Linked DNA regions of Mus musculus: regions 2, 3, 4, 5 and 6 are each linked to region 1. The links are chromatin contacts, called in public HiChIP or PLAC-seq and promoter capture Hi-C maps. All regions are on one chromosome and are shown on one strand. Each heading gives the region's core, a stretch centred on a gene start, on an enhancer-like site or on the middle of the called end of the contact. The rest is flanking DNA. Distances are from core to core; before and after follow the strand shown.

What was found. Promoter capture Hi-C pulls out the DNA fragments that hold promoters and counts their contacts. HiChIP or PLAC-seq counts read pairs in DNA pulled down with a chosen protein or histone mark.
Region 2: an H3K4me3 HiChIP or PLAC-seq map of embryonic stem cells shows a contact between it and region 1, with 12 times the contacts expected there. The contact joins the promoter of Mdga1 here to the promoter of Btbd9 in region 1. A contact is called at or near these places in 18 of 39 promoter capture datasets (the 3T3-L1 cell line, the C10 cell line, the HPC-7 cell line and 11 more), 20 of 484 Hi-C or Micro-C datasets (the HL-1 cell line, the HPC-7 cell line, LSK cells and 13 more), 18 of 115 datasets of contacts at active chromatin or transcription factors (astrocytes, bone marrow-derived macrophages, craniofacial prominence and 13 more) and 1 of 9 other capture datasets (embryonic stem cells).
Region 3: a contact with region 1 is called in a FOXA1 HiChIP or PLAC-seq map of pancreatic cancer cells. The contact joins the enhancer-like site here to the promoter of Btbd9 in region 1. A contact is called at or near these places in 1 of 39 promoter capture datasets (stem cell-derived epiblast-like cells), 13 of 115 datasets of contacts at active chromatin or transcription factors (craniofacial prominence, embryonic basal ganglia, embryonic forebrain and 7 more) and 1 of 9 other capture datasets (adipose tissue).
Region 4: a contact with region 1 is called in a promoter capture Hi-C map of liver, with 2.6 times the contacts expected there. The contact joins the enhancer-like site here to the promoter of Btbd9 in region 1. A contact is called at or near these places in 14 of 39 promoter capture datasets (the 3T3-L1 cell line, the C10 cell line, the HPC-7 cell line and 8 more), 2 of 484 Hi-C or Micro-C datasets (the N1E-115 cell line and muscle stem cells), 15 of 115 datasets of contacts at active chromatin or transcription factors (bone marrow-derived macrophages, double positive thymocytes, embryonic basal ganglia and 8 more) and 1 of 9 other capture datasets (pancreatic islet).
Region 5: a contact with region 1 is called in an H3K27ac HiChIP or PLAC-seq map of embryonic stem cells, with 4 times the contacts expected there. The contact joins the promoter of Zfand3 here to the promoter of Btbd9 in region 1. A contact is called at or near these places in 13 of 39 promoter capture datasets (the C10 cell line, the HPC-7 cell line, HPC-7-derived erythroid cells and 9 more), 11 of 484 Hi-C or Micro-C datasets (the G1E-ER4 cell line, the HPC-5 cell line, LSK cells and 7 more), 27 of 115 datasets of contacts at active chromatin or transcription factors (the NIH/3T3 cell line, the SCID.adh cell line, bone marrow-derived macrophages and 16 more) and 4 of 9 other capture datasets (adipose tissue, liver, macrophages and 1 more).
Region 6: a FOXA1 HiChIP or PLAC-seq map of pancreatic cancer cells shows a contact between it and region 1. The contact joins the enhancer-like site here to the promoter of Btbd9 in region 1. A contact is called at or near these places in 4 of 39 promoter capture datasets (the HPC-7 cell line, cranial neural crest, frontonasal cranial neural crest and 1 more), 7 of 115 datasets of contacts at active chromatin or transcription factors (acute myeloid leukemia, bone marrow-derived macrophages, embryonic forebrain and 4 more) and 3 of 9 other capture datasets (adipose tissue, liver and pancreatic islet).

Annotation. Positions count from the first base shown.
Region 1 is chr17:30,574,876-30,577,738 of GRCm38.p6, reverse strand. It overlaps Btbd9 (BTB (POZ) domain containing 9), which reads left to right and starts at 1,452. Exons shown (of 11, transcript NM_027060.1): 1 at 1,452-1,593.
Region 2 is chr17:29,887,129-29,889,991 of GRCm38.p6, reverse strand. Mdga1 (MAM domain containing glycosylphosphatidylinositol anchor 1) reads left to right here and starts at 1,414. Exons shown (of 17, transcript NM_001368423.1): 1 at 1,414-2,545. The coding sequence starts at 2,479. It overlaps Gm41559 (a long non-coding RNA gene), which reads right to left and starts at 91. Exons shown (of 3, transcript XR_003952341.1): 1 at 2-91.
Region 3 is chr17:29,933,057-29,935,919 of GRCm38.p6, reverse strand. No RefSeq gene overlaps it. Among named protein-coding and RNA genes, the nearest start is that of Gm41559, 45 kb to the right of the region's middle. Within about 2 kb of position 1,504, at least 18 of the 459 cell types and tissues checked have an H3K27ac peak or open chromatin away from gene starts, as enhancers often do. A contact at or near this core is called in pancreatic cancer cells, where this site is marked.
Region 4 is chr17:29,984,338-29,987,200 of GRCm38.p6, reverse strand. No RefSeq gene overlaps it. Among named protein-coding and RNA genes, the nearest start is that of Zfand3, 19 kb to the left of the region's middle. Within about 2 kb of position 1,425, at least 27 of the 459 cell types and tissues checked have an H3K27ac peak or open chromatin away from gene starts, as enhancers often do. A contact at or near this core is called in liver, where this site is marked.
Region 5 is chr17:30,003,613-30,006,475 of GRCm38.p6, reverse strand. It overlaps Zfand3 (zinc finger, AN1-type domain 3), which reads right to left and starts at 1,437. Exons shown (of 6, transcript NM_001356265.1): 1 at 1,168-1,437. The coding sequence starts at 1,238.
Region 6 is chr17:30,051,294-30,054,156 of GRCm38.p6, reverse strand. All of the region lies in intron 1 of Zfand3 (zinc finger, AN1-type domain 3), which reads right to left. Among named protein-coding and RNA genes, the nearest start is that of Zfand3, 48 kb to the right of the region's middle. Within about 2 kb of position 1,511, at least 39 of the 459 cell types and tissues checked have an H3K27ac peak or open chromatin away from gene starts, as enhancers often do. A contact at or near this core is called in the HPC-7 cell line, pancreatic cancer cells and pancreatic islet, where this site is marked.

The DNA of each region.
Region 1 (2,863 bases), core at 203-2,702:
TGGGCAGTTTCCTAATGTTAAACTCTAGGGTTTGCTCTGTTTCTTCAAAGATCTCCCACTTCAGTTTGCCCCCCCCCCCTTTTTATTTTTTTGGTTTTTCTGAGACAGGGTTTCTCTGTATAGCTCTGGCTGTCCTGGAACTCACTCTGTAGACCAGGCTGGCCTCAAACTCAGAAATCCACCTGCCTCTGCCTCCAGAGTGCTGGGATTAAAGGCATGCGCCACCACCGCCCGGCTCCCTTTGTTTTTTTAAATGTACCAATCCCGAAGTCAATTCTCCAAGGACAAATAAATTGGGGACACGTGTATCGGAAAGTAGATGTATTAAATTGATGGATATCGTTCCACATGGAAGATGAGAGCGGAGAATGTTTCCCCAACCAACGTATCCACATTCCATCGTTCTACCATGTCATCCGTAAGGAATGTCACTACCATTTAGTAACTGACACACAAAGGCAGCTTTCTTTCCGTCTTGCTAAATGTTACTCCCACCTGTCTCAGCAACCACGCTAGAAACCTGGCCTACCTATTCATTCCCCCGCTCAGAGCTGGCCTCCGCGTTTCCATCCCCACCGCCAGAGTCTAGGTTGTGGCTCTGATCCTTCACTGGCCCAGCCCTAACCCTTGCTGTGTCTGTTCATTTTCACTGCCCATTTAAGTCGTCTTTGCTTGGAATTAAGTCTTCCATCTTCAAACCCACACACCCAGGTAAGTAACTTTCAAGAGTGACGACTCTCCAGTTTCGGCCAGGAAAGACCTACAACCCAATTTCTACGGCTTCAAAGTTCACAGTGCCTGCTTCTTATGTGAAAGATGGAGTCTAATGGGCTTTATACGTTACACTTGGTAGTCCTGGAGTGTCGAGGACTTATGTCCGGGCTTTCTGTCAGGGTCTTGAAATAAGGAGTTCGAATGAGATCAGTTCGCCCGCAGCCTCGCATGCATTATTTCGTCCTAAGTTGACACCTTTCTAGCGCAGGCAAGTCGGGTATCCGTCTTCCCACTGACAGAAGGAGGAAACTGAGTCGTGGTATTTCAGGCCTGGCCTCGTAGCACCTTCATGCTGGTAATGCCTCTCTTGGCCCATTCTCCTCGTCCAACTTCTCGCACGTAGCTGACTGTCCATCAGGCAAGCGACTAAGTGCAGAAAGACGAGGCTTTCTCCAACCGGCGCTCCGGCTCGTCCCCTTACGCAGTGACGCGACCGATGACGCTATTCAGTGACGTGTGATGACGTGCCTCACCCTGAGCCAGGTGTCGGCAGGGCGGCCACACCCTCAGGGCCCAGTACTGGAGGGGCAGTGGCTCCGACCTGGGGAAACACGCCGCAAGACCCCCGCCTGAGGCGACCTGGGGCCCTGGCGTCCTGGGTTCTACTGGCCCACGGTTGAGCCGTTGCTAAGTGACGCCAGCGCGCAGAGCGCGTGCGCGGCCACGGCGGTGTGCGTGAAAGCGGGCGCGCGCCGCGACGGCGGCGGCGAGGAAGGCGGCGACGGCGGCGGTCGAGGGGGCGGTGGCCACGAGGCGGGGTCGCTGCTGGCGGAAGAGACGTGTGTGGCGGCTTCTAGGTCGCTGAGGGACATCGTCGGGGTGAGTCGCCCGGACCGCTCGTGAGAGTTGGGGCCTGGCCGCACCTGCTGCGCGGGCCCGGGGCGCGGGGACGCGCTCCCCCTCCCCGCCGGACCCGCGCGCGCCGCTCCACGCCCCTCGGCCGCTGGTTCCGGGGGCGGGGACGGGGGCTGAGGAGGGTCAGTTCCCGGGCCTGGCGCTCTGGGGTGGGGGTGGGGGGGGGTGAGAGGGGGGCGCTGGAGAGAGGGGTGCCGAGGGACAAGTGACTGGACTCCAGTGCGACGCTGCCGGTTTCCTTTTAGGAATTTGAAGCGGGAGAAGCCCGCGTTCCTCAGCAGCCGCGCGTCCACACTGAGACGCCGACTGTGCAAACCTGACAAACGCGGAAATGGGGACCCTCGGGGTTCGCAAAGTTTTGGGGTAAACCGCGAAGAGATCCGTCAGCTCTACCCTGGCGGGTCTGGGAGTAGGAGCGGGTTGTTAGAGAGATCGTTAGAATCTGTGCCTGCGTGAGCGTCGGGCACACCCACGACCCGGGGAAGGCGACTTGTCAGTGAAGATGCTGGTTGACTAACCTGTTGCCTGGACCTTCCAGCCTCACGTGCATGCCCACGTGCTTCTCTGAACATTATTATTATTATTATTATTATATCCTGTGTTGATCCACATTTTTGAAGCCAAGGGACCATATCCATCCAGTATTGTTACTTCCTCATAGACTCAAATCTGCCCTTGTATCTATTTCCCAGAACCGTGCTGTGCTTTGGCCATTTCAAGGGTCTTGCAGGTAGAGCAGCCCTGCCTTTTGTGTGTGTTCTTCCCAGAAGCAGTGCGGGCTGTTATTTATCTGGTGGAAATGTAGATTGTGTTTCACGCGTGGGCTGGCATGGTGAGACTGGAGTTAAATGATGCAACTGGCCATCAGCCAGTATACAGGATTCTGTTGGGTCCGTTGTATGTGGTGGTTTTTTAAGGAGGAATAATGGAGACAAATGGAAGAAATAATCTTTCCCGTTATGAGTTAAAGGCAGTGCCAAGTGAGAGTGACAAGATAGGGAGCACTGACATTTGATCATGCCTAAAAACTGAGGGACATAACTTTAGAGTTTCCACCCAGAGTCTAAAATCAGGAGATTCAGTTTTATAACGGAGTCTCTGTAAGGTATGGTCTCTGAAGTTCTCACGTCTTGGAATCAGTAAAGCTTGCTTTGAAAAACCACTCAGGAGCCACTGTTCTATTACGAGCTTTTGTGAGTGAGTTACTTATTTCCCCTTTTGCTTGTGCCTCCTA
Region 2 (2,863 bases), core at 165-2,664, 690 kb after region 1:
CCATTGCAGCAGATCCTGAACAGGATCTAACCTCCGAGCTTGTTAGCTGCTGCGGCTGTGCTGTCCGCGCTCCCACGGGCCGCTCTAGTACAATCCCTGCGCTCACGCCGAGATAAATAACGGCGACAGGTGGAGCAGGTAAGATTAGCAGGACCGGGTTGGAGGGAGGACGCTATCGGAGGCGCCAGGGAGGTCGTGCGCCTCTCTGCCCAGCCCACGCCCCTCCCCAAGGGCGTCTGGAAGGAACTACATCTTGGTCACAGCTTCGGGGAGGGCCGGGTTAAGGTGACGGAGTCTCGAAGTGGGGGGAGACAGGCTTCCCGGCTTGGCTGCAGGAAGCGCGAGCACCCCTAGGGCACTTGGCCACGCCTGAGGTCTCACGGGTAGGCAGGATTTGAGAGAAGCGGGCTGAAGGGGACCCTGGGTGTCCCTGTGGAGCTCTGGCACTGGGGTCTTGCTGGCAAACCTGTTGGCAACCTGTGGGCCTCAGCTAGGACACTGCAAGCTGCAAGCGCGTCCTCCTCCTCAGTGCCTCTGGCAGCGTCCCCGGCGCCCGACCCGGGGAGAGGCCGAGGCAGCTTGGAAAGGGGCTGGGGCTCTGCCAGGGGCGGGTAGTGGTGGTGGAGGTGGCGGGATTCCCAAGCCGAGCCAACATCCCTGCAGAGCGACAGCAGGCAACCGCCTCTCGCGCCAGCTCTGGTCTAGGAGAAGCAGACGCCTTGGCCTTTCCCTCCGATCCTAGGCTCCAGTATCACCTTCTCCAAAGTGCAAAACATTCATTAAGTGTCCAGTGCCCTGCAGGCTTGCGTCCCAGCAACCAGCCGCCGGTGCTTGCCCGGCGAGCGTGCGGCGAGCGTTTGCACCCGGCCAGGGCTTTGCCAGCCTGGGCTGTGCAAGGGAGGGCGGAGAGCGTGTGCGAGTGCGCGGCTGCAGAGCCCGCGCCGAACCCACGTTCCCGCTACTGTCCTCGGGATAGATGGATCCATTGCTGCTTTCTGACATTTTTCTGCCAGGGGGCTGGTGGGGGAGGCGGAGATAGGGAGAGAGAGATGGGGGGGGCGGGGAAAGAGAGAGAGAGAGAGAGAGAGAGAGAGAGAGAGAGAGAGAGAGAGAGAGAGAGAGACTGCTTCCCCCAGCCCTGTTTTGTTTTCTCTAATTGGTCCTGGGGGAAGCAAGGAAATTGGACAGAGGCTGGGCCGGGCGAGCTGGGCTGCCTTTAATTGGCTCCCCTTTTTTTAACTGGAGGGGAATCAAACAGGAGAGCGAGCGAGCGACAAAGGGTGGGAGAGCGAGAGACCGATCGCGGAGATGGGAGGAGGGAAGAAGGGAGGAGGGAGAGCGGGAGGCGGGGTGGTGGTGATGGGGAGGTGGAGGAAGCGCGGAATGAAAAGCTCGGAGGGACCAGAAAGCAGCACAGCGAAGCCCAAGTTAGGGAGCGAGCGGAGCGCTCCCGCGGCCCCGGAGCCGGAGTGGCCGCGGTGCCCCGGAGCCCGCCCGGCCCCGCCCGCTGGGGCCCTCTCGGGCCCAGGCCGCCGGGAGGGGGGCGGGGACGCCCAACTTGGGGCGCGGCGCAGCCCCGCTCTCCCGAGATCGCGGAGCCCGGGAATGCCACGGCGGCGGCCAGACGGCGGGAGAGGAGCGGGGAGAGAGGAGGCGGCCAGCAGCTCCTGAGCCCGGGCCTCCGCAAGAGCGCGAATTATTTTCAAAGGACTCAAACTTTCCTCTTTCCCTTGCTGGCTGCGGTCCCTCTTGCTTTGGAACCGTTCTCTGGATTCCCGCGGGGGCGCCGGGACGCGATCGCCTCCCCCGGATTCCTCGGCGGCGGCTCGGCTAACTTCGCGGACTCGGGGACCCGGAGCGCTCGCCCCGCTGCCGAACCTAGTCCTCGCTGCTCCAGCGCTCCAGAGGACCGGGACCCGGCGCCCTCGCCTCCGGGAAGGGCGCCCAGCCCGGCTCCCTTGGGTCGGGCTGCGGAGCCCTCCACACCTACTGCAGGACTGGAGCCAGCGGATTAACCAAAGCAGAGTCCGGGCCTCCTGGCCTGGCTCCGCGGAGGGGCGTCCCCTGGGCGGGGAAAAGACAAGTTTGTCAGGCATCGGTGGCCTGTTGGATCGGAGCGCGGCCGCCGCAGCAGAGAGGTCCCCCCGCGTTCAGCACCCTCGGTGGACAGCCCTGGGGACCTAGGACTGCTCGGTGGCCGAGCTTTCTGGGCCAGGGAGCTGGCTGCTGCGCCCGGTGCGCAGAGGCTTCAAGGTCTGGGGCAGCGCCCCCTGCGTCTCCACCCGGGCAGCCGCCCTGTGGGAAGAGGACAGAGCCGAGTCGCGGCTTGCTCAGACTCCTAGTCTCGGTCGCCGCCCTCTCCGTCGCGACTCAGGGAAAAGGAGGGAACGCAGAGGGCAAAGCGGTGCCCCGGCGGATGCGCCCCCCGCCGCCTCTCAGGCTGCGCCGCCTCGCGGGGATGAAGCACTGGCCGTGAAGATGGAGGTGACCTGTCTTCTACTTCTGGCGCTTATCCCCTTCCACTGTCGGGGACAAGGAGTCTATGGTAAGAGCCAGCGTCCCGCTCTACCCTGGCGGAGCCGCCCGGAAACTTTACAAGATCTTGCTCAAAGTGCGCGCTGCCGGGGCTTGGTGGATGCACTGATGGCCGCGTCTCCGCCCTCGCCTGGGCGCCGGGAGACCGAGCAGGCTGCTCCCGAGCCCAAGAAGCGGTCCTAGGCTATTGGTGTGAGGCTGGGGATGCCGGGGTAAGGTCTCGGCTTTCCGAAATCTTTCCAGGGGTTAGAGAGATCCGGAAGTCTTGGGAGAATAATACAGTGAGCTCAGGAGACCCGGGAAGAGCCCAAGCTCTGGGCTGGGGCAG
Region 3 (2,863 bases), core at 255-2,754, 640 kb after region 1:
AAAAATCTTTTAAAATATTTAAAATAATTCTTTGAACATTTTTTTTCTTTTTTAAAGATTCATTTATTTATTATATGTAAGTACACTGTAGCTGTCTTCAGACAATCCAGAAGAGGGAGTCAGATCTCGTTTCCGATGGTTGTGAGCCACCATGTGGTTGCTGGGACTTGAACTCCGAACCTTCAGAAGAGCAGTCGGGTGCTCTTACCCACTGAGCCATCTCACCAGCCCACTCTTTGAACATTTCATGTAATATATTTTGACAACTCATCCCCATTTTTCTCCCTGACTCCTTCCAGATTCATCCCCACCGCCTTTCCCTCCCCCAAACTTTATGTCATTTATTTATTTATTTATTTATTTATTTATTTAATCTAAGCACACTGTAGCTGTCTTCAGACACCCCAGAAGAGGGCATGAGATCTCATTACAGATGGTTGTGAGCCACCATGTGGTTGCTGGGATTTGAACTCAGGAAATCTGGAAGAGCAGCTATCAGTGCTGAGCCATCTCTCCAGTCCTATTTCCTCTTTTTAAAATGACACATTGCCGGGCATGGTGGTGCACGCCTTTAATCCCAGCACTCGGGAGGCAGAGACAGGTGGATTTCTGAATTTGAGGCCAGGCTGGTCTACAGAGTGAGTTCCAGGACAGCCAGAGCTATACAGAGAAACCCTGTCTCAAAAAAACAAAACAAACAAACAAACAAACAAACAAAAAAATATATATATATAATAAAATGACACATTAACCCCAACTTGTACTGCCTACATAACATACTCCTGGATATGGGGACATCTGGAGGGAACATAGCTTACCAGGAGTCACACCCCTAAAGAAAAATGACTCTGTGGCCTTCACCCCTGTAGTAGCCATCGACTCTCCACAGCTCCTCGCTTAAGGGTGAGAGCCTGAGAATCCCTTCCCACGCCATGGTAGAATGTTGACAGGCTTGATTTTTATATAGTTCTTGTGCAGGTAACGGCAGGAGCTTCGAGTTCTTTGCATGTAGTGGTCCTGCCATGCTCAGCAGACACTGTTTAGCTCTGGTTCTCCCTGATGTCTGGCTCTTACAACCTCCCCACCTCTTCCTCTGAGATGATCCTTCAGCCTTTGGGATGGGGGTGTGACACAGGTGTCCCTTTGCACCTGAGCACTCAATTATTGTTTATTTTCTGCACTTAGAACACTTACTTCTTTCTATATAGAGTCCAGGGTCTCAGCCTAGGGAATGGTGCCACCCACAGTGGGCAGATCTTCCCACATTGGTTAACTTGGACAAGATAGCCCCTCCCTCACAGCTACGGCCAGAAGCCCATCTCCTAGGTGATTCTTGATGCCACCAAATTGACAATAAAGGGGAGGGCTTATGACTAATGTTCTCCATAACTGTTACTACCTTTCCCCATGTGGCTTTTCCACAGGGACACAGAGGGCATGGGGTCTGGGATCAGATGACACCGGTGTGACAAGCTGGGAAATTTCCTCTGCTCCTCTGAGCCTTGTTCTCTTATACTTGCCCGCTCTATAGAGTTGCCACAGCCCTGAAACATACCCAGCCACATGAAGCCCTTGATCTGTGTGACTAAATGACTAATGCAGGTGCCTGATCGACCCGTGACTCACTTCCTCTCGCCAGTTTCCTTGTCTTTTTAAAAGGAAGATGTATTTATCTTATTTTACACGTGTATGTGTTTTGTTTGCGTGTTGTGTATGTGCACTGTGTCGGAAGGGATGTCAGAAGACGGCGTGAGAAGGACTTCTGGTACCGGAGCTACAGATGATTGTGAGTTGCCATGTGGTAGCATTTGGAACTGAACCTGGGTCCTCTGCAAGAGTAGCCACTGGTTTTAACCATTGAGCCATCTCCCCAGTCCTCCAGCCTCACTTGCTTCAACTTCAGAGATCCCTCCCCTCCCCGTACACACACACACAGGTCCGGATCAGCCATAGGGATTTCCCCTCCATCCACAGACTCCATAAGTGTCTTTGCCTCTCTCCTTCTGCAGAAGGAATGTTCACTTCTGGGTGTCCAATTGTTGGCAGGGAATTCTCCTCCATCTACACTGCCTTCCCCTGTTTCCCAGAGCCTGCTGGGACCATCACACTGCGGTCTCCTCTTGCCATACCCCAGTGGCCCCACAGCCTCCTGTAGCCTCTCTGCATCTCCTTGTCTGTCTTGCTGCCCTTCATCCTTGTTCAGCGTCTCTCATTTCTCCTCCTCTCTCCCCCTTTGTTCTCTCTGTCCCCCTTAATTAGCGATACTGTGGGACTGAGGTGTTTTTATTATGTTTTATTTATTGAATGGCTTTCCTGTTTCCTGTTCTTAATTTAAAAGGCAGATCGATGAAATGCTTTATATTCCCTGCAAAACAAAGCTAAGCCAAGTTGTTTTTTCCTCCCACTGCTCTTCCTCACCTCTCTCTTTCTCCCCGGGAAGAAAAGATCTACATCCTTGTAATTGACAAGAACATTTAATTTGTTCGCTTCATTCATCCCATTAATTATTCAGTAAGTAGTGATTGTGTGCCAGGCACTGTGCTGGACTCGGGGATCCCAGAGATAATTCAAAGCAATCTCCCTGTCCTCCAGAGGCTCCTATCTAGCAGGGAAAGCTGGACACCAATATGTGAGAGACAAAGCTCACGGTGCTGGTGCCAAGTCAATGTCGGTAGTGTCGCCTGCAGCCCAGGGAGGGAGAGGGAAGGCTACTGGGTGGAGAGCAAGTCGAGCTGAGAATCAAAGATGAACTGATGTCTTGATGCAATGCAGTCTCACACAGAGACAGACCAAACCCTAAGATAAGAAGATGGGGGTACGTGCTTGACTTAGGAGGGTCCCAGAGACTGTGGCAGCACGTGTC
Region 4 (2,863 bases), core at 176-2,675, 590 kb after region 1:
TATGTAGACGATGGTGGCCTTGAACTCAGAGATCCACCTGCCTCTGCCTCACTCCCGAGTGCTGGGATTATTTTGCATGAGTGGATCTTGAATGAGTGTCTACTTGGAGCTGACGCTGTCTGCCACATTGTCAAACGGATGGACATGCCCTGTAGCCATCAGTTGTGGGGGCTGGGAGCTTATATCACTACCGGTCTCCCTCTGTGTCAGACTTACTCTATATGGGTGGCCTCTCTACTCTCCACGGATACCCCATGTCCCTGGAGGCAGGGCCCACTCGGAAGAACTGGGTTACATAATTGATGGTCATGGCACAAGGCTTTGGGCCTCGGTCTTTGCTTCCTGGTCCACAGAGACGTACACAAGCTCAAGTTCTCTCTGCCACAAGTGCTGGAGGCTCACACACCAGACTCTCCCCACCCCGACAGACTGTGCCCTCTAAACCCAGAGCGAAAAATTAGCTCTTCCTCTCTTAAAGTGCTTCCTTTTTTTTGTTGTTGTTGTTTGTTTTTTGTTTTGTTTTGTTTTCGAGGCAGGGTTTCTCTGTGTAGCCCTGGCTGTCCTGGAACTCACTCTGTTAGACCAGACTGGCCTTGAACTCAGAAATGCACTTGCCTCTGCCTCCCAAGTGCTAGGATTAAAGGCATATGCCACCACTGCCAGGCTAAATTGCTTCTTTTAGTTTCTTAAGACTTATTTTTATTTTTCTGCCTCTCTCCACGTGTACCATGTGTATAGGTGTCCATAGAGGCCAGAAGAAGGACTCAGATCCCTGGTGCTGGAGTTACAGGTAGTCTGTGAGCCACCCTCATCCCCTCCCCTCCCTACCCCCCCCCCCATGTCAGTGCTGGGATTTGAACTCAGGACACACACACATACACACACACACACACACACACACACACACATGGCAGGGGAGGGAGGAGACACAGACACAGACACACAGACACAGACACAGACACAGACACAGACACAGACACAGACACAGACACAGACACAGACACAGACACAGACACAGACACAGACACAGACACAGAGAGATCTCCTAACCCTGTTCTGATGGGATTACATCAAGTCTCAATAGACTGTGATTCTCTCTGCCCACAGGACACTGCCCTCTGACTCTGTCTTTCCAAAACTAAGGTCCAGAGACAGAAGGAAGAAAGAAAAGAAGGGAATAAGGAAAAAAGGAAGTAAGGAAGGGAGGGAGGGAGAGAGGGAGGGAGGGAGGGAGGGAGGGAGGGAGGGAGGGAGGAAGGGAGGGATGAAGGCAGTCCTCAGGATTTCTTCCCAGACAGAGCTGCCTCAGTTAGAGGCCTCAATAGATTATGATTCCCCAGATAGGAAGACAATTCAGTCAGTCCAAGGAGAGAGTCCATTAACAAAGACATTCCGGAGCAGAGGCAATTTTCCAATAGAAACATCCTCCACTCCTGGAATTTGCCCTGATGAGAGGACAGGGCCAAGGCCCCACCCCCATGCCCTCTCACCTCTCCCTTCAGCCATCTCCGTTTACAGAAGGAACTGTGGGAAAATAATCCTGTGATTTTTAACTCTATTTATAAATCTCTTCAAGCTTTCATGTGGCTCAGAAGAAAGCCTGGCCAGAACATTCCAGATCACAGAGGAAATCAAAGGACATGCTTATATTCACGGGACAAAGCCTGAGGACAGAAGTCTCCCGGGACCCTGGGGTGAGGTCGTGGATTCGAAATCACACACACAAAAAATTAAATTAAATTAAAGTCACACCTTACCTCCTGTCCTGGAAGTCCCACCAATCTGATTGGTGTGCATGCCTAAGTCTGTCCCTGGCAGGATTTCTGACTTTTGGGGCCAGTTGAAAAAACATGATCTTAAAGTACATTTGCAACCTGAAGAATGCCCATTGGCAGCGTCCTGCCATCTGCCAATGTCTGGGGCATCGTCATCCGTGGGCTGTGGAAGTGATACCTGGCTGCTGGGTTCTCTAGCTTAGTAGATGTGATCTGACTGCTCTAATGCTCTGAGACCCTGGACTCAGTCCTCCCCTGCCCACACCGCCCCGGCGAATTCTGCTATACTAGAGCATCTTTGGGCAGAAACTGACAGGCACAGATGGGTGAGGGCTGCCTGCACTTACTCACGGTTCTTCACTTCATCTGTCAGTGATGTTTCCCAGCACAGCCTGCCCCAACCAGGTATTGGAGGGTGGTAGTATTCTGTCTAAACTCCACCCCACAGTTACCTGGCAACAGCCAGGTAGGCTTGACCCACTATAAGAGAGGCTGCTTGACCTCTCCTCCCTCTTTTTGCGTCTCTCTTGTTCTCTTGCTCTCCTGCTCTCTTGGTCTTCCTCTTTCTTTCCCCCTCTCCATGCTCATAGCCGACCTCTACTTCTCTACTCTCTCCCTCTCTTCCTTTCTCTGCCTCTACTACTCTCTTAACTCCCCTCCCCGTGCCCTGAATATCTATTCTATACCACAGCATCGAGTGGCTGGTTCCTCAGGAAGGGATGCCTTGGCATGAGCCCACTGAGACACTCCCTTCCCCCACACCTCACCACACTTCCATAGAACATAACACATACAAACCACTTTTTAAAAAAGATTTATTTTTATTTATATGAGTACACTGTAGCTGTCTTCAGACACACCAGAAGAGGGAATCAGATCTCATTACAGATGGTTATGAGTCTCCATGTGGTTGCTGGGAATTGAGCTCAGGACCTTTGGAAGAGCAGTCAGTGCTCTTAACCACTGAGCCATCTCTCCAGCACGCTCTTTATCTTTTTTATAAACACATCAGAGGGGGGACTTGTCTAGCCCACTCTGTGTGTCACCAGGCTGTCAATGGACGCCCCAGAGATCTATCCCCTTCTCTG
Region 5 (2,863 bases), core at 188-2,687, 570 kb after region 1:
AAGCCTGACTCTCAAAAGCTGCTGTAACTCTCCAGTAACCTTACACAGAACTAGTCATGAGCTGTGACCATTGCTTGTTAGGTGACAATCTAGAAAACCCAAAGTGTTCCAAGGACCAACTATAACTGCTGGTAGGAGTGGGGGGGTCCCATCTATCTATCTAATCTATTTGTAACTTCCCCCAACTCACCCTAATGAGGCATGGAATTCTATACTCTGTGTAGTGAACATTTAAAAAGAAAATTTTTAATAGGGAAAGAGAATTTGAGAGCCAAGGAAGGAAGGCAACTCTCACATTCCACAAGCTAGGCTGGCTGGAGGTTCTGTTGAGAAGTTTCTGTTTTCGGTTCGGTTTAGTTGGGTAGGGGTGTTTATCTGTTTGGGGGATTCCTTGTTGTTGTTTGTTGTTGCTGGTGGTTATGATGATGGTGGTGATGATGGTGATAGTGGTGGTGGTGGTGGTAGTGGTGGTGGTGGTGGTGGAGGAGGGGTTTTTTTGGACAGAGTAATTTTACAGACTCCCTGAAACATGTTTTAGATTAAAAAGTAAGACCCTCAACAATGCCTTTTAACTTTACACCCCAAGCCCAAATTCTGGACCCTGGATCTGTTCAAACGTATGACGTGTGAACAGCTTCCTAAAAGCAAATGGGGACTGAGATATAATTTAGGAAGTGATGATGCAAATCTCCCGGGGAGCAGCAGGGAGGAGGGGAGGTGAAAAAGTCAGAGGAAATACCCTCCTGATGGCTGGGCACCAACTCATACCAAGATGAGGGGGAGGCGGACTGGCCTCCACAGGCCAAGGGAAAAGGAAAAGGGGCAACCCTGCCCCGTCAGAAGTGCCAGCGCCGCCACCTCGTCCCTCCGGCTCACCCGTGGCCCCTCACCCCAAGCCGGCCTCGGGCCAGCGAGTCCCACAGAGGGTAGCGCGGCCCGAGCGGTCCTGGTCCTCCTGCTCCTCTTATTCCTATTCCTCCTCTTCTTCCTCCTCCCCCCCCCCCCACCAGCGTCCCCTTCCCGCAGCCCTCCTCAGGCCGAGGCCGCGGTCCCCGCCCGCTCCCCCGAGGCCCGGCTTCCGCGGCCCAGCTTCCCGGGGCTCTGGCCTCCCTCGGGTCCCCACCGCCACCCCGAGGCCCGAGCCCGCGCCCCTGCCCCCACACTTACCCCCAGAAGCCGCAGGGACAGCGAGGCGGCAGGCTGGGCGCTTTGCTGCGCTCGCTCCCGGCGTCTCCCATGGTGCTCGGCGGCGGCGGCGGCGGAGCTCGGAGGCGACGGCGGCTGGGCCTGAGCCCCCCTCGGAGGAAGCGGAGGCGGCGGCGGCAGCGGCGGGGGGCGCGGGGCGGGGGGAGGGGGAGGGAGCGGGCGCGCAGGCGGGCGCGAGTCCGGAGCTCCGAGCCGGGATTCCAGGCGGGTCAGCTGGAGGCGGGCCGCACCACTCGGCCTGCGGAGGGGGGGGGCGCGGCGAGGAGAGGGAGGGGAGCTGCGGAGGAGGGGCTGGGCCGTGCGAGCCGGGGAGATCTGGCGGCCTTGGCGGCTCTCTCCGCCGCCCCCCAGCCACGGCGCTGTCCCGTGCGGCGGCGCTGGCGGGTCCGGGGCTGGGTGGGGAGGAACCCGTAGCCCCCGCCGGCAGTGGAGTCGCAGCGGCCGGCTGTGACGCCCCGGGCCCCCGCTCGCTCCGTAATCCCCTCCCCCGCCCCGTAGACTGCGCTGACCGGACAATGGCCGCTCCGCCCCCTCCCCGAGGCGGACACCCCTCCCGAGGCGGCGCGATGGTCTCGCCCGGGGGAGCCACCGCCGCCGCCGGAGCCCGACGGATCAGCTGGGATCCGGGCGTGCCACTTTGTTCAGAGCCTCGGAGGCTGGGCGGTGCGTGCTCCTCCCGAGTTCCTCGTGCGAGCCGCCTCTCAGCCCTCCATCTTCCCAGGACTTTTACGAGAGCTAGCCTGCGCTCCTGGCTGAGGAAGGAGAGCGGGTTTCAGAGTCCTGTGGGGGAGCTTTGCCTCCACCCCCCAGCTGAGACAAATGGTACGCCCCAAGCGGGCCGGGGGCCCAATTAGTTGTTTGGGGTGACTTGGGTCGGTCCCAGAGCGGCGGCGCATGCGCCTGGAGACCTGGTAGTCTGTCCAGAGCTGGGTGGAGCGTTTCCAAACCCGGAAGTTGCCTAGGTGTCCTGCGTTCACCGCTGGCCGTCTGGGTCTTCAAGGCCACTGTTCTCGCGCCCCTGATGAGTGCCGCGAAGCGTTCCTCCCCAAACTGCCAGCCGCCGGAGAATCTCGCTTCCCATTTCCCCTACTCCCAACCCACTCAGACAGTTCCCCCGGAAAAGTGGCCTCCGTCCTGCCATAAATGAATTTCAGGAACATCTCTAGATAGCAAGTCGTGGGGCAGAAGGAACTTGCCCAAGTGTTTCACCCCTCTGATGTCCTCAGTTGGAGTACCCCAGGTCCACTCCCACTATCTTGATTTGGAAAACCTCCCTGGGGTAAATATGGTTGGTTTGGGGGAGAAGATTTAACTTGATCCCTACTGGACATTAATAAGTGGCCAAACTTGAGCCGTTGAAAGAATTCTTTAATATTCCTTACCACAGTCCTAAATTCTTTCTGTTCTCCAGTCAGCGGTGACCAGAATAGTCCACTAGCGATCACTAATTTGAACACAAAAGAAACGTCCACCAGAACTCTTGGAGAAGTGACCTGACCTTAAGGGGTTTGGAGCCAACTTAAAAGTCCAGAACTTACGGGAAGGCTACCATGTACCCTCTCAACTCCAAGGGAACCCAGCCCCAGAGAATATTACTTAGACTAACTTTATTACCAAATAGTACTTTTCCTTTCCTTTATATCAGTTTGGGCATTCT
Region 6 (2,863 bases), core at 262-2,761, 520 kb after region 1:
GTGTAGTGCAAGCTGACCTCAAATTTGTGGCATTCCTCCTGCCTCAGCCTCAGAAGTGCTGCCAACTGCCTGCTGGGGTTTCTTTGTTACAGGGCAGGGCAGGCACTGACTAATCACAGCTCTTGGTTCAATCCTTTAACACCCGGAGATGAAAACAGAGAGAAAAGGAGGAGGAAGGGAGAAGAGGAGGCGCAGTGGAATGGGCTCACTCTAAATATAATTTCAGTTACCTCAGACATAAGGTTATATGACTAAAGACTAAATTAAAAAAAAAAAATTAAGCTTGTTACTAACCTGCCTGCCACCTAGAACAGCAGTTACTGTCAGACTAAATTCCTACTACAACAGACAGGAAGCAGGGAACAAACAACTACTAACTCACCAGTCCAGCTCACTCAGGCAAACAAGAAAAAAACCAGTTAAAATACACAGCCTGCTAGCTAGGAGTGACAGAGGAGGCTCTCGACAGTTGGCCAGCGCTGGAACTGCTGCGCACCACGCTAAGTCATGCAGACCACGGTTGCTAAGTTTTTTTTTTAAAGGAACATCGCAAAGGAAATGACATTTTTTAACGCGGGGGATTAGTTCTAAAATGCAGCAATGCTAATCCTGCTCAGTTGAAAAACTAATTCAAATTAAGCATAGTAGAATGACTACGGGATAAATCATTAAAATTCTAGAAAGATAGCTGGGCGGTGGTGTCGAACGCCTTTAATCCCAGTACTTAAGAGGCAGAGGCAGGCGGATTTCTGAGTTCGAGACTAGCCTGGTCTACAAAGTGAGTTCCAGGACAACCAGGGCTACACAGAGAAACCCTGTCTTGAAAAACAAACAAAAAATTCTAGAAAGATTATGCACAGCAAAGTAAACGATCAAGAGTGACAGACAAAGAAATGGGTAGAAACATTTTCTAGTCCCATCTACTATGAAGCTGACATCCTAAACATTTAAAGAGCATAAACAGCAAAAGAAACATGACAGAAAACTGGAGAAAGGACTGGAAGAAATTTCTCAATATGGCCAGCCATCAGACAGCAAGGCATGGAGGCACACACCTCTAACCCCAGCACTTGGAAAGCAGGCCCAGAAGGCTCTCTAGCTTAGAGGCCAGCCGGGTCTATATAGCCTTGTCCCCAAAAAATAAAAATTTTAAAATGGCCAGCAGGTACATTTAAAGAAAAATTAAGTAGCAAGCTAACAGAAATCCATTTCCTCACACCTCATGATGGGAATGCCAATTAGTGTAGCCAACGGTAGAAACAACGGACACGTGTGAAGGAATACAACTGTTAATAATCTTGCTGTGGCCACACTACAATGTATTATCAAAACATCAAGTCATAAATTTGTCAAATTAATCCACTTTTAATCACTTAAAATTTTATTTTTAAAATCAAGAAAGACTATCTTCAGAATGCTTCACAAATTCTCTTTGGTCTCCTCTCCTAACAGGAGACAAAACTGAACGTAATCCACAAGCACGGGTGTGTGTCAACAGCGTGACTAAATGAGATGACTATTTTAAGCTAGAGTGTGTTTAAGGCATCCACAGTTACTGACTCTTATACTATAATCCTCATCTAAAGGGGCGAGGGTGCTCAAGGCTCTCAGAGGGTGAGTCATTTGTGGAGGTTTAACTGCAAGTAAAAGGGACAGTTAAGGTTTTGCTATGGGTTGAAGCCCAACCACAACAACCATGTTCCTTCTATGCTAACTACACAATAAGTGATGAGGTATGTACATGTCCTATGTAAAACTAAGTATGTGGCTCTAAAGTCGGGTGACAGACAGGTCCAAGAAAGGTCTGAAGCTTCACTGAAAGACACAAAGATCACATACATTCACATTTACCCTAAGGCAGCCAAGTGTACTTAGGATTCCATGTGTTAACACATTTTTTTCAATTACCTATCAGTCTTATCATGAATTCGAACAAGAGACTTCTGTCATGCCTTTCCCATACTGGCGCACACCAATCCACTATAAACCACAAGGGCAAAGTGAATAATTCCATGTTAATTACAAACATTATTGACATAACACATTCTCACTTTCTAGGCTTAGGTGTAACATTCCAAGATTCTATGCATAATTAATCAGCACTCGCTGTGCAGTTTCAGAGATGCAGAGAAAAAGGGCAACTTTATCACAGCATTCAAAAACAAACCACAAACCAAAAAGGGGAAGCCAATTTGGTTTGTCATTAATTGGTCATTAAATAAGAGATTATTTACTATCAAGAAATTTGGATTTTTTTTTCCCATTTTGCTGGATGTGATACTGTACTCAAAAGCAACCTATGAAACAAATCCCCTTCTACACTTACGTGGTGGCCACAGTAACTCCTCCCTGAACACAAGTGACAGAGAGCAAGTGTATGAGCTATCTGAGCAGGAGTCAGCACTGTGGCTGACATTCTTGCTTTCAGAACTATATCCCTGCCAGGTCTGTGTTCTCTCACAGTGACCTCAGCATTCCAGAGAGGAGACAAAGGGGAGAGGCCACTTGTCCAACCATCTTCCCTTTCTCCTACCCTCTTTTTCTCTATGACCTGAAGAGGCTTCTAATGGTGCAGAGAACTCCTTCTCTAATTTTTATTCCCGAGTCCCTAACAACTGGCCACATTCCCCACACCACCTATCTTCCTCTGAAACATAGCCTTTGTCAACTGACTTCTATTCCAAATATCTGCATATTTCTAAATTTCTGCGTGAGCTCTCAACTGCTTTATAAACGTCCAGCAGTTTATTTCCCAATATTTCCCTAACTGTCATGGCTCTGGCCCTAAGTTTCAAATTAGCTTCATACACAACTGCACTCATGGAGCATATTTATCAAGAAATCTAAGGGAGGGGGCTGAAAA